Regions from separate parts of the Mus musculus genome. Here region 1 is linked to region 2. A link is a contact called in public HiChIP or PLAC-seq data. All regions are on one chromosome and are shown on one strand. Each heading gives the region's core, a stretch centred on a gene start, on an enhancer-like site or on the middle of the called end of the contact. The rest is flanking DNA. Distances are from core to core; before and after follow the strand shown. Region 1 overlaps Srpk2 (serine/arginine-rich protein specific kinase 2). Region 2 overlaps 5031425E22Rik (RIKEN cDNA 5031425E22 gene).

Region 1 (6,396 bases), core at 3,761-6,260, 220 kb before region 2:
ACTCAGAAATCTGCCTGCCTCTGCCTCCCGAGTGCTGGGATTAAAGGTGTGCGCCACCACGCCTGGCCTCACCCAAGGTTTTGAAAAGCTCAGAATAGAGAGATGAAAATAGGCATTTGGCCTAAAACATTTTGAATAGTATTTCTTGCTAAGTTCTAGAGTCGAGATTTCACTGAGAATTAATAGCTCATCTCTCATCTTTAGCTGAGTGTTAGTTTGTTTTTCATTTAACTCTAGGAAAGCTTTTAGTCTTGCTCTTAAGCAAGGATGTCCTGGTTCTAGGGGTGTAGTCAGATGTGGCAGTCAGTCGTTGTGGTTGGGGCAGCTCTGATCTGTGGTGCCGGGGGGGGGGTAGTTTGTATCGAGGCTCTGGACTATAGAATGAAAGGAAGAAGAGATGGTTTACACATTTTTTCTCTGTGTTGGTCATCTTATTGTATCATCAGATGAGAAATGAAGAGTTCACTCTGAATAACTCATCAGTGTTTAATGTGCGCACGGGCATATTTTGCCTGGTTCCATGTAGGATTTTGTAAGGTAGCCCTGATGTGTTGTTGGCCTTATGGTCTGAGTGGAAACGAGTCTTGCTTATGGATGGTATGCACTTACCACAGGAGTGCTGCGTCATACTTCGTCTTACACCTTTGGGTATTTTCACTGCTCGTGAATCTGTACCCTGTGTTGAGAGAATTGCTTTTTGGAATTAGACAAAAGTCATTGGATGCCAAGTCTCTTGAATAACCTGGGAAAGTGGTTTGGGTTGTTAGTGCTTAAGGTTTATTGTGTTTGTTCTACGGAATCTGAGCCAAAATGAATTTGGGATAATGGAAGCAGTTTTCTGAGCCACAGTTAACCCTGTGTCTTATTGAGCCCCGTGAACAATGAACCCAATTGACTCCTGAGCTTCATGGTGTGCCGCCATTGTGCTGTTGAGATCAGTTGAACAGCTGACATTATCCCGTCACGATTTTCATATGGATGCTTTCTTGAGTTTGGACTATAATAAAGTTTTCCATTTTGATTTTCTTTTCAGGCTTCAAAACCTTTTTATTAGCCGGGCAGTGGTGGCACACGCCTTTAATCCCAGCACTTGGGAGGCAGAGGCAGGCGGATTTCTGAGTTTGAGGCCAGCCTGGTCTACAGAGTGAGTTCCAGGACAGCCAGGGCTATACAGAGAAACCTTGTCTCGAAAGAACAACAACAACAACAACAACAAAAAAACCAAAAACAAACCAAAAAAACAAACCAAAAAACCTTTTAATTAAATTCTTATATCAATTTTTTCAAAATGGTATTTTTCCAGTTTGTAAACAGATCTTAAAGAACACATCGTAATTTTTCTTTCTCTATTATGAAAATGTTTGGATTATTTCTTGTTTTGTCTTTCCTGTGTAGTAATTAATTGAATCAAATTATCAATAGTATTTTTGTCCAATGGGGAACAAGCTTATGGAAGCCGAGACTCAATCTGAGAGATCAAAATATTAAGAAAGATTAAAATCTTAACTTTGACAAGATAATTTGCATTTAGTACATAATTCTGCTGTAGTATAGGTATCAGTTATTTTTAATTTTCTTACAGGAATATGAAAATTAAGAGTTTTTTTGTTTGTTTGTTTTTGTTTTTTGGTCAGGAGGAGAGTTGCTAGGATCGTGAATTGAGGCAAATAAGAGGTTTTGGACTGTCATTTTTAATGGCTCACTAGTAGATTTAATGCCACACAGAATTCAGTGTTAATCGTAGGTATAGTCTTTTTAATTTTATGGTAGTGTGAAGCTGTTAAGTATGTTATGTTAGCTGGCTGTGTTTTGGCCTTAGAGATAGTTGATGCACACAAAACCTTTACACTATATTCTGTTGTTCCTGTTCCCTTTGTTTCCATAAACTACAGCAACAAATCAATAATGGGACTATTTTAGCCACAAATAAAAATAAAATCATGTTGTTTGTAGGAAAATGAATGAATGGGAAATAATTATCCAGTTAAGTCAGAAAACTAGTATTTTTTTTTCTCATTTGTGGTTTCTGGATTTTATGTAGATGAATGGAACCACATATGTATATATGTCATGATAGAAGACACGCATGGCCTTGTCGGGTAACACAGAGAGGACAAAGGGGAGTGAGCAGTGGACGGAAGGGCCGGAGGCTGTGTGGACGAGAGCTCACAGTGCAGTGTCTGTGAGCAACAACAGTCACGTTACAGAGCCATGCACAGTGATTCACAGAGGCAGAGCACAGGGAAAGACAGGCAGCCTCTATCAGTCATGATAGAAGATGAGTATCTGCAATCAATATCTCAGAGTTTACTATGGAAAAGCAGCTTATGCTCTAAGATCAGTTTGCTTACTTTGTGGACGGGGAGATGGCAGAGCTGGTGAAGTGCTTGCTGTGCAAGAACAGACCCCAGGAAACCTGGTGCAGTGGCATGTGCCTCATCTTGAGGGGAAGGTGGAGATAGGAGCAGCCTGCGCTTGCTGGCCAGCCAGCCTAGCACAGCTGTGGAGTTGTGTTCAGTGAAAGATCCCGCCTCAAACAGGAAATGTGTGGACATTGATTTCTAGATGTACCTACACACTTACCCCCCCCCCACATATATCATACAGATTAATTTTAATTTGATTCATGCGTAAAGGTTTCTCTTTGTTGTATTTCATTTTTGAAGGATGCCTCTTGCTTGTGGCTTGAAGTGATTATTTTACAAATTTGTTTATAGTTTTCATTGTATTCTAGAATTTATTGGAATTGGACTAGATCAGTCTCAAGTAAATTTACTTTCTGAGAAATGGAATGTTGGGGTTTGCAAGTAGGTTGATGACAGCTTCCCTTAATGCAAGCATTACTGGAGGGTGGGGCCACGTAAATCAGCCCTGTGTGTCCTGGTCCAGAGCCCTCCGTTCGTTATTGTGGAGGATGCTTTGCTTCATCATTTTACTGTTGTGACTGTGTGAACCAGATATGTGACTGTGTGGACCAGATATGTGGCTGTGTGAACCAGATATGTGACTGTGTGGACCAGATATGTGGCTGTGTGGACCAGATATGTGGCTGTGTGGACCAGATATGTGGCTGTGTGGACCAGATATGTGGCTGTGTGGACCAGATATGTGGCTGTGTGGACCAGATATGTGGTTGTGTGGACCAGATATGTGGCTGTGTGGACCAGATATGTGACTGTGTGGACCAGATATGTGACTGTGTGGACCAGATATGTGACTGTGTGGACCAGATATGTGACTGTGTGGACCAGATATGACTGAACTTTGCTCTTCCACATCCAGAGAATTCTTCAGTGCACAGACTCATTATTTACACTGGCAGATATTATAAAATTTCCTTCATTGTGGGATAACCCTTGAGCAAACATGGGCTATACTTATAATTCCAGGAGTTGTTAGGAATGGTTGGAAAGGGGTCTGTATTGACTGCACATTTTCTGTGACCCATCACTGTCTGTTGAGAAACATTTAGGAACTGTCCCTCAAGTTCCTAACAAGTGTCACATGAAATCCAGGTTACACACAGCCTTTTCAAGGCTCGATAGAAAACATTAGCATGATGGGTGGTGTGGTGGACATGTAGCTCTTTTGTCCTGTGGTAGCTGGTCTGAGAGATGGACATGTAGCTCTTTCACCTTGCCCTTGGTGTCCCGGACCTTTGTTCGTTTCTTTGAGACAGGGTACCATGAAACATAGGCTGGCCTCAAACTCCCCATGGTTCAAGATTGGCATTGAACCCCCATCTCCTGCCTCTACCTCTCAAGTGCTAAATTCACAGGAATATAGCATGATTTTTTTGCTTTCTTAAAAATATATTGCTGGGCAATTTAATCCCAGCACTTGGGAGGCAGAGGCCAGCCTGGTCTACAGAGTGAGTTCCAGGACAGCCAGGGCTACACAGAGAAACCCTATCTTGGGGGGAAAAAATTATATATATATATATGTTAGTTAGTTGAAAGAGATGGGAACTTGGGCTTGCATGCCACTATATAGTATTAGACCCTTCTTGAACAAAAACCACTCACCCTCAACCTCTTAAGTTTTTTTCAGGCAGGGTCTCATTAGTCCTAGTCGGCCTTGAACAAGTCTAAGGATAGCCTTGAACTCTTGATCTTCCTGCTTTCACTTCCCATGTGCTGAAATTACAGGCACATGCCTCTTGGGTTCCACTTGCTAGTTTTACGACTGTGTGTGATTCCCACCTTCAACCAGGTGATAAACCCAGGAGAGCAGAGAAACAAAGCCCTCCATGTCCAAGGCCTGAAGTGAGCACTCCTACTGGAGGCACGGAGCAATTCTTTTCGAGACTAGGAAGGTCTTGGTTGAGTGGTCAGGTGAGGAACCTCTGTGGTATCAGAAGCAGCACGTGAAAGAACAAAACACCCTGAGCTCTGGCTCTGGCTCTGTGCTGAGCTGAACTGGGTGTGAAGCCTTGGTCCTTATCCCTTCAGGAAGGGGTTGCTGTCAGAAGGTGACCTAGGGTGGAGGCAATCCTTTTTGTTTGGAGGCCTGCACTGATCCACTGCAGTGGCGTAAAGTTAGCTTGGGGAGATAGGACAACTTCTTCCGGACAGGGTTCCAGCATGTTCTGAGCCAGGCTTCTTGAGAACTTTGTTATTTTGCTTTAGTTTACGTTAAGCAATGAGTACATTGAATTTTGTTTGTTTGTTTGTTTGTTTTTTCATTTTTCTTTTTCTTTTTTTGCTTTTTTGGTTTTCTGAGACAGAAAACCTGTATAGCCCTGGCTGTCCTGGAACTCACTTTGTAGACCAGGCTAGTCTCGAACTCAGAAATCCGCCTGCCTCTGCCTCCGGAGTGCTGTGATTAAAGGTGTGCGCCACCACGCCCGGCTTTTTTCATTTTTCAAAAAGCGTTTAGTTCACTCAGACTTCCTACTAAGAGCCAAGAGCATATGAGATTTTGGGCTGCTAATGGAAAGCCTAGGAGGGTTCCTGCTTCAGTGGTCCTGAACGAACTTGATACGTTGATAGATATCTTGTGGCTGCTTGTGGTTTCCTCTTCTCTCTAAGGTTGTACTTTGTGTCTGGTTTTTGCTCATCTCCCTAGCATTATGAATTCTCCCCCAGTCTTAGCTGTCAACTGCAGAGTTCCTTTTTCTAGTTGAAGTTGCCCTGTATTTTAGTGAGTTGGTTGGTTGTGTGGCTGTTTCCTGTTTCTTTATCCTCTTATTCTTACATCCTAGACCAATGTAGATAATCAGAAAATACGTGTCTAGTGTAAACGGAAATTACCCCCCAGCTCCCCATACCTGTGTTGAAGATTTTATAAGGCAAATTGACCAGTTGGAACTTCATGGTTGTATAGCTGGAATACTGCAGCTATGAAGCCAGAATTTTCCTTTCCTTTCCTTTCCTTTCCTTTCCTTTCCTTTCCTTTCCTTTCCTTTCCTTTCCTTTCCTTTCCTTTCCTATTCTTTTCTTTCTTTGTTAAGATTTATTTATTTTTATGAATACACTGTAGCTGTCTTTAGACACACCAGAAGAGGGCATCAGATCCCATTACAGATGGTTCTGAGCCACCATGTGGTTGCTAGGAATTGAACTCAGGACCTCTGGAAGAACAGTCAGTGCTCTTAACCACTGAGCCATTTCTCCAGGCCAATTTTAGTTTTCTTAAGTGCCTACCTTCAGTAGCTTTCCTCTCAACTATTAGGTATAGCCTTTAGAATACATTACCTTATCAGATCACCTGCATCTATCATCCCCAAAGCTAGTACTGTCTTTAGAGAACATTTCTAGAGCCACAGGAAAATGTTCTCCATTTGGCTGTGATCCACCTGCCTGATGGTCCTTTGGGAAATGCTTTGACGTATTTGTTTTAGTCTCTGACCATAAAGATTCATGCACCCACATCTTCAGTGAAATTTGTTATTCAAGATAACTTACCTAACTTTGTGTTCCCAGTCTGTGCACTCACACTTGGCTCAGACCAAACAGCCTTGTTTCCCTGTTGAAGTGAGAGCTAAGCTTTGAATCGACACCAGTAAATTCAATATCACTTTGGTGCAAGTATTTTAAAAAATAATGATACCTTGTATGTCTTACATAATAGGTAAAAATGAATTTTAAAAGGATTAAACTATCAGAAAAAAAGTTTTTGTGATTTTTAGGTTTAGCAAAGGGTTTTTAGTTATGGTATCATGAAACACACACCAGAATAATAGCAAACCACGGGGAGGGGGGGGGACCCAAGGGTTATGCAGTAACCCTGAAACAGGGACTTAGGTCTTTGCTGATAACTGTTGACTCCTTGGCCGGGCCCACAAGGCAACTAAAAGGCAGGATGAAGGCATGACATATCTGTCTTAATTTTGTTTGTCTATCTCTTCTGTGGGTCAGGTTTTTGCTTGACTCTTTCTCTTCATTTTCAACTTCA
Region 2 (6,779 bases), core at 2,082-4,581:
ACAACTAAAAAATGTCCCCTGCTAACTCTGTTATAAAGGGATCTGTTAGTATATATAAGAAAACAGGGAGAATACAAATGTTCAGAATTGGTTAATGGATGGGTGATATGGATAGGTATACACATATATCAATGGTTTTATATATATGATGTCCCAGACACTAGATGGAATTACATACCATCATAAAGGTTATTGCTTAGTGATTATACCATTGCCTATCCTGTGTGATACCCTGGGTTCAGGTCCTAGCATCACACAAAAGTAGGTTTTATCAGGTGAGGTAACCTGAGGTAACCAAGTACATGAGAGACTGCAGGCAGGAGGATCAGGAGTTCGAGGCCAACTTGGACTACGTAAGACTGTCTCTGAAAACAAACCCAAGCAACCCAGTAAGTCTAAACTATATTATCAATATGGGCCCATATCTTGCTGACATAAAGGAAGAAAGGTAAAGAAAAGATATGCCATCATAGTGACTAAAGAATACATACATGTTACTTTAGTATGTGTGTCTATAGTATAACCTCATACCTAGACAGTTGATGATACAACATTCCCTAGGGTATTGCCAATATCTTTTTTTTAAGAAAAAATGCAAGTTAAAATAAGACTACAAAGTTAGAGTTTAATGCACTACCATCACTAATCACCATGAATATTTCATTACTTGACAGGTTACTAATAAAGTTAGGCACAGTAAAGATTTCCTATAACATTATGGACCCTGTGACATAAGCGTTTTATAAAGTATCAAAAGCTATGTTAGACTTAAAAATTAATCATAAATGCATATCCCACAAGCATCGTCCTTTGACAATGATGGAAGTTTTAAAAACAAAGATTATTATGTCAGCCAGATGGGCTGTATTAATCCCAGCACTCCGGAGGCAGAGACGGGTGGATCCAAATTGAAGGCCCAAGTGGTCTATATAGTGAATTCCAGGTCAGTCAGGACTAACAGTAAGAAAAGTTAGGGGTGGAGCTGGCAAAGGTTTTCTGCCTGATTATAGAAAGAGCAGTGTGTTGGGTTGTTTTGTTTTTACTGATTGTTTCATAAAAGGGGCTGATGCTTTGTTTAAGTTGTAAAAATAGGAGTGGAGAATAGCTTAGTAGTTAAAAGTGCTTGCTTTTTCAAAGGCCTGGGAAATAAGTACACCCCCCTACACAGTCTGTGTTGCCTCTGTACAGTTGTCTCCAAAGATGGCTGCGTGAGAGAGGAGGGAGGAAAGGGTGATTAAAGAGCCTGTCTTAGGGAGAACATTTTAGCAATGGAAGGCAGTGTACAAATTTAGCAAGTGTAATTTTATAAGTACTCAGAAGCAGCAAATATGATCTGTTCCACCATGTGGTTTCAGGCCTAGTAGATGTCACAGAGTGACACTGCCATATATGAAAGTATTGCTGTTATGTTTGGAGATTATACTACTAGATGTAGCCAGCTAGTTTTACTGACATGACAGTACATAGTCACACACTTTTATTCCAGTCCTTTATCCTGAAATGCCTGCCTTTTTCCTCACCCCCCCCACCCCGATTTTAGCAAATTACCTCAACCTAAGCATCAAGTCAGTATTATCCAAAGTAAAATTTGAATTTTAAGCTGCATCTCTAAGCACTTGCAATACAGATTTCCCTATGAAAAGACCCCAATTACAATAGCCCAGTGCATGATACAAACTGATAAAGAGGAGCAGCTTTGAACAGTCACTGGCTTTAGAGAGCTGTGTATTGACAGTGCTGGGATGAGCAGCTACACACAGCCACATCACAGCTGAGATTTAATAGTCCCCTTCCTGAGAACGGAAAAACTGCACACTTTAAACTCACTGTACGGAGACTTGTACACTTCTGAAGATTCTATCGAGAGGGGATTCGCTGCAACAAATGATTTAACAGATTTAGAGAAAGTGCCTATCTAGTCAGCTCAATATTAGCAGATGTGCTCCATAAGTGGTCAGTTACTGGGGCTTTTAGATTATATAGGGCTTTGGTCATAGCTTGATGGTAGAGCACTTGTTTAGTATGCTTCAGGTCATGGGTTTGTCTTGTTTAGAGGACAAGTTCTCAGTGGCTGGCCTGGAACTTGCTTTATAGACTAGACTGGCCTCAAACATAGGAGATCACCTGCCTTGAGTTGAAATGTAGTCTTCGTCAGTTCCAGCACGTTTGATTCTTAGTACTGAGGGAAGGGGAGGGGTTAGGGGCTGAGTGAGGCGTAGCTCTGGGAAAGCACTGGGCTCAATCCCCAGCAAAAGTTAGGGTAGAAGTCTGTGAACCCAGCCACAATTGAAAAATAGTCCTAATAGAAAATCTAGGCATAGTGGGAAATCACTGCAGCCCCGGCTCTCAGGAAGTATGAGGAGTTGGAGACTTAGCTTTTACATAGGTTGAGAAGGTTTTTTATAAGATTGACTCCATGGTCCACATGACCTTAATGTGGGTTGCTTTTCGAGGACGAGGGTGGGCAAGAGTTTAAACGAGGTCTCAGGTGACTCAGACTGACTGACCACCAACTCAACACTGCCTCTAGAGTTACAGGCTTGGCACAATACACTGCAGGAATTCGGAACCAGAAATCCATCCTAATTAATGCTTCTGAAAGGCGGATCCCTTCTCGGAATGCTGTTAATGTGCGTAGAGTAGCATAGTGCACAGATCCTGTTAAATTCTCCATGGACACTCCTGCTTAGAAATCCTGTGCAAGGTGTTCAGATTCTAAGAGAAGGCTGACAAATAATGAAGCTTAGACATAATGGTGCCCTAATGGGACTAAATAATTTTATTTTTTAAAGGCGAGGCGTGGTTCGTGTAATTCAGGCTGGCCTCGAAATCACTTGGTAGTCAAAAGATCAACGCCTTTTTTTTTTTCCTGTTTCTAGCTCAGGTTACAGGCATACATCACCATGCCTGTAACGCGCAGCTAGCTATTCTAGCGTTTAATGTTCTTGTAGCTTTCAACTGGAGTGATCCTTTCCCTAACTGACATTAGAAATTAGTCCAGTAAAAGTGGCCTGAGTGAAAAGCTGTAGGAAAGGATTTTTCTTTAGTGAGAAGTACTGAGGATCCATTCTCTTAAGCCCGGTTTGATTGACGAGTGGTTCAGTAGCTTAGTTTTGACCTTTTGTAGTAATCGGGCTTTTACCGTATAATACCTATAGCCGGCGTGTCCTAACCATGGATAAAACCAAGCTACCCCGTTGTGGCTGCCAAATTTTACACCAGAGGAAAAACACCTCTTGGCGAAGCATAGCGTGGGCTTGTGCTCTAGACCTCAAGCCTTGAGTCCCACAGTGACAGAGCGAGTGCTTGTACCACAGAGCAGGGCGTTTCCCCGGCGCTGTCTGCGTCACGGCGGCTGCCCTTCCGCTCGGGAGAGCAGCTGCGGGAGCTGCGCCTGCAGGCTGGCCGGGTGCGCGGCGCTCGAGCCGGGCGGCGTTTTCCTGGGACCTTCACGGAGCAGAGCGACGAGGCTACATACAGCGGCCGAGCTTATCCCTTCTTTAATCCTCGCTGTAAAGCACCGTAGTGCAGCTTCCTGCTTAACTCGGTCGTCTGAGCTTCCAGCTCACATTTTGAGCCCAGTGCAGCCGCCATCTTCCGGAAATGCTGATGGTGGTTAGTCTGCGCCCAGTGGAAATAACAATTTTTTTGCTTTTGTTTTTGAAGCGGTCTTGCATTTGGCCCGATCTTTTTGAGGACTTGGGTTACAGAATTACATCATGCCTGGTTAGTTTCATGATGCTCAGTTTGGGGAAGTAGAGCAGTGTCCTTGTTGAAATATAATCTCTTTAGTCCAGCCTTTTCTCACTTAAATTAGATTGATGGATTAAATGAGATAATGTATACCAGATATGCAGTAGTAACTAACAGAGAAAGAAGGGAATGGTGGGTGGGGGAGTTGCGGGGGCGGGGGGATGATTAACTTTGCTGGGTATCACCACCTAAAACATGAAGGTATGGAGAAGCATGCTGTAGCACATGAGTGTGTATTTTGACAGCTCTTCAGTATAACTGATCCCTCCAAAGCAGACTTTACTGGCTTCTGGTTTCTAAGGGATGCTTCTTTTTTGTGTGGCTTCCTTTTTTGCAGGTCCATACTGAATAAATATGCTGTAGGGTGATGGACAAGGCCAAGTTGGGTAGTCCTACCATGATTTTAGTTTACAGGGAAAAATCAGGCTGAGTTTAAGTACATTGTAGGTTTCTAGGTGTTAGAAGTTTTCACACATGTGCCCGTTTATTTTTAGGGCGCGGCTTCACTGTTTGGCTAGGTGGTTTAGAACTGGGTATAGATTAGGGGACAAAAGCAGGAGTGAAGTCGCTTGGGGTTTGTTGTTGTTTTGCTGTTTTAGGTGCACTAACGATGTAATAATGTGTTTGGGATAACTTAGGAGGCAGCGATGAAGATTTAAACAGTAAAAGATTATTACACAAAAAATAACCCCAAACTTGTGCTTTACCGCGGACCCACCAGGTTGGAATATACAGGGAACAGTTGGACCATCCCTGTTTCAGGCTGGGGGTTTGATTTCTTTACACTTGCTGTCTACAAATCTCTGCAGGACACCAAACCCACGACTGAATGACACAGCCAGCATCCACAATTCACACAGAGAGGTAAAAATGTCAGATCCCCACACCAGTTGAACCAGAAGTTCTTTGTACATTAGAACATTTAATGGGAAACTGCATATGAACTGTAAAGTGTAAATACAGTCTGATTGGGATTAGAAGAGCCCTCTTGTTTAAAGCCTTGTTGATGGGGAGGAAGCCACACAGTAGAGTATACTTGCAAATAATAGAAAGGTCAATCTAGTACAGACTTAAGATGTACTATTTATGTAAGCTATGTTAACAGTAAAAATACAAACCAAAATGAAACAGGCGAGGAGAGTTGTGGCTCAGTACTACTCGCCTGGCAACGCTGCACGGACAATCATTTAAAAATGCTGATGTGGAAAGATGGCTATCGTAGGCCTTGAAGTGATATTTACAAGATAATCCTAATTTTGCTTTAAAAAAAAAAAACCTCAGTATGTATTTGTGTGCACTTACTAAGGTGTTAGTGCCCTGCAGCTGTCAGGGTGCTGGATCACCTTGCCTGTCTATTTGTGACCTTAAATGTTCAGTGAAAATGTGTGACAGTGGAGAATAATAAAATATATTTTGTAAATCTGGTTGCTTGCATAAAATGAGTATTCTGTTGAGGAAAGAAAAGGTGGCACGTCAATAAATCAAAAAATAAAAATATTCAGAAATCAGGCATTCTGGGTAGAAGATATTTTCTCTAGATTTCAATTAAATATGAATGTTTGTTTCTGTTTTTAAAAATATGTACGAATTTTACTTGTCTAAAATAAAATTTAAAAGAAATGGTGTCTCTATTTAGTTCCTAGGATTTGACCTTAGGGCTCAGTAGTAAAGTATGTGCGTTCCCCAGCACCACCCCCTGAATACCGAGACCCGTGGTGTGAGCTGAAACTGCGCACATTCATTCCCCCAAGCCACACCCTGAATACTGAGACCGAGGTGTGAGCTGAAACTGTGTGCATTCATTCCCAGTGCCACACCCTGAATACAGAGACTGTGGTGTGAACTTAACTGGATAATCTAGTTGTTCCCACCTAAGTTACTTGCACTTTCTCTGTCACTATGCAGCAAAGAAAACGCCTAAGTGAAAGGCACCTTGTACAGCAGTCAGTATCAAGTAGAAACAGATTATTAATTGCTCGACATACAGCTTCAAGCTTTGGGGGGCTTGAGGTCTTTTGTTGTTCTTCTCTTCCTTAGTTGGAGGGACAAGGGTACACAACACCTTATCATAAAATGCATCATGCTTCTTCTGAGGAGAGCCTTTTTGGCTTGAAGCCATAGCTGATTATATATCTTGTACCAGTGTGAGACTTGACATTTGCAAAGCCCTGGTCGCAGTTTGTGTATTTAGCGCCCTCTAGTGGGTTACTTTATAAAAGCATAGTTTATCTTTAGCTAAAAGAGATTAAATTGTTTACCACCGCAGTGTAATTCGTTTTGCTTTCCATTGCATCCAAAGAGACCCTTTCCTGCTACAATAGTTTGCACTTGGCCAAGAGATGACCTAGGCTGTGGCCTTTGCGCTGTAGCTCCTCAGTATTTCTAGGTTTCAGGTTCCTAGTGTAAAGTGATGATAGATAGAAGTGCCAGCTTGGGATCATCTAAAGCTAAAGGAGCTGTAATGTGGGCACCTGACACAGTAGGAGCCTAGTAATGTAGGAGGAGCCTAGTAATGTAGGAGGAGCCTAGTTCTATATATTGCAAATCTAAGGTCTTGAGTGTAATAAGATACTTGAGGCCTGATATAGCCAATATTAATAAAGGTAAAGAAGCAGGTGTTCTAATTCTGCTAGTTGAGAGAATGAGAGCAATGTTCAATGGGAAAGAATAATTCCTAGATATAACTCTAATTTCTCTAGGACCATCGTTATTAAGTTGGAAAGGGGCAGAGGACAAGTTTGGAATCTGCTCTCCAACCTACTGTGAATTCTGGGGATCAAACTCGGGTCACCAGGCTTGCAGACAGAGTGCCTTTAGCTGCAGAGCCATGCCACAAGCTGCTGCTTAATGAGATAGTCATACCATTTCTGCAGCCTGGGAGCATGTTGGTTTTCTTTGCATCTGTCACAGCACTTAGATAAACTGCATGTGCTCAGCATCTAAATTTGACCTTTCCATGTTAGAGTTGACTGTATGGTAGACTTTAGAAAACAAGACAAAGAGTGGTAGATAGTACTTAAATCGAG

The links. HiChIP or PLAC-seq counts read pairs in DNA pulled down with a chosen protein or histone mark.
Region 1: an H3K4me3 HiChIP or PLAC-seq map of the 230-238 cell line shows a contact between it and region 2, with 18 read pairs. The contact joins two enhancer-like sites. A contact is called at or near these places in 3 of 484 Hi-C or Micro-C datasets (the G1E-ER4 cell line, rod photoreceptor and uterus) and 5 of 115 datasets of contacts at active chromatin or transcription factors (the 230-238 cell line, effector CD8 T cells, embryonic stem cells and 1 more).

What each region holds. Positions count from the first base shown.
Region 1 is chr5:23,636,130-23,642,525 of GRCm38.p6, reverse strand. The region is part of intron 2 of Srpk2 (serine/arginine-rich protein specific kinase 2); the gene reads left to right. Among named protein-coding and RNA genes, the nearest start is that of Srpk2, 37 kb to the left of the region's middle. Within about 2 kb of position 5,010, at least 57 of the 459 cell types and tissues checked have an H3K27ac peak or open chromatin away from gene starts, as enhancers often do. A contact at or near this core is called in the 230-238 cell line, the G1E-ER4 cell line and effector CD8 T cells, where this site is marked.
Region 2 is chr5:23,415,128-23,421,906 of GRCm38.p6, reverse strand. All of the region lies in intron 1 of 5031425E22Rik (RIKEN cDNA 5031425E22 gene), which reads left to right. Among named protein-coding and RNA genes, the nearest start is that of 5031425E22Rik, 15 kb to the left of the region's middle. Within about 2 kb of position 3,331, at least 443 of the 459 cell types and tissues checked have an H3K27ac peak or open chromatin away from gene starts, as enhancers often do. A contact at or near this core is called in the 230-238 cell line, the G1E-ER4 cell line and effector CD8 T cells, where this site is marked.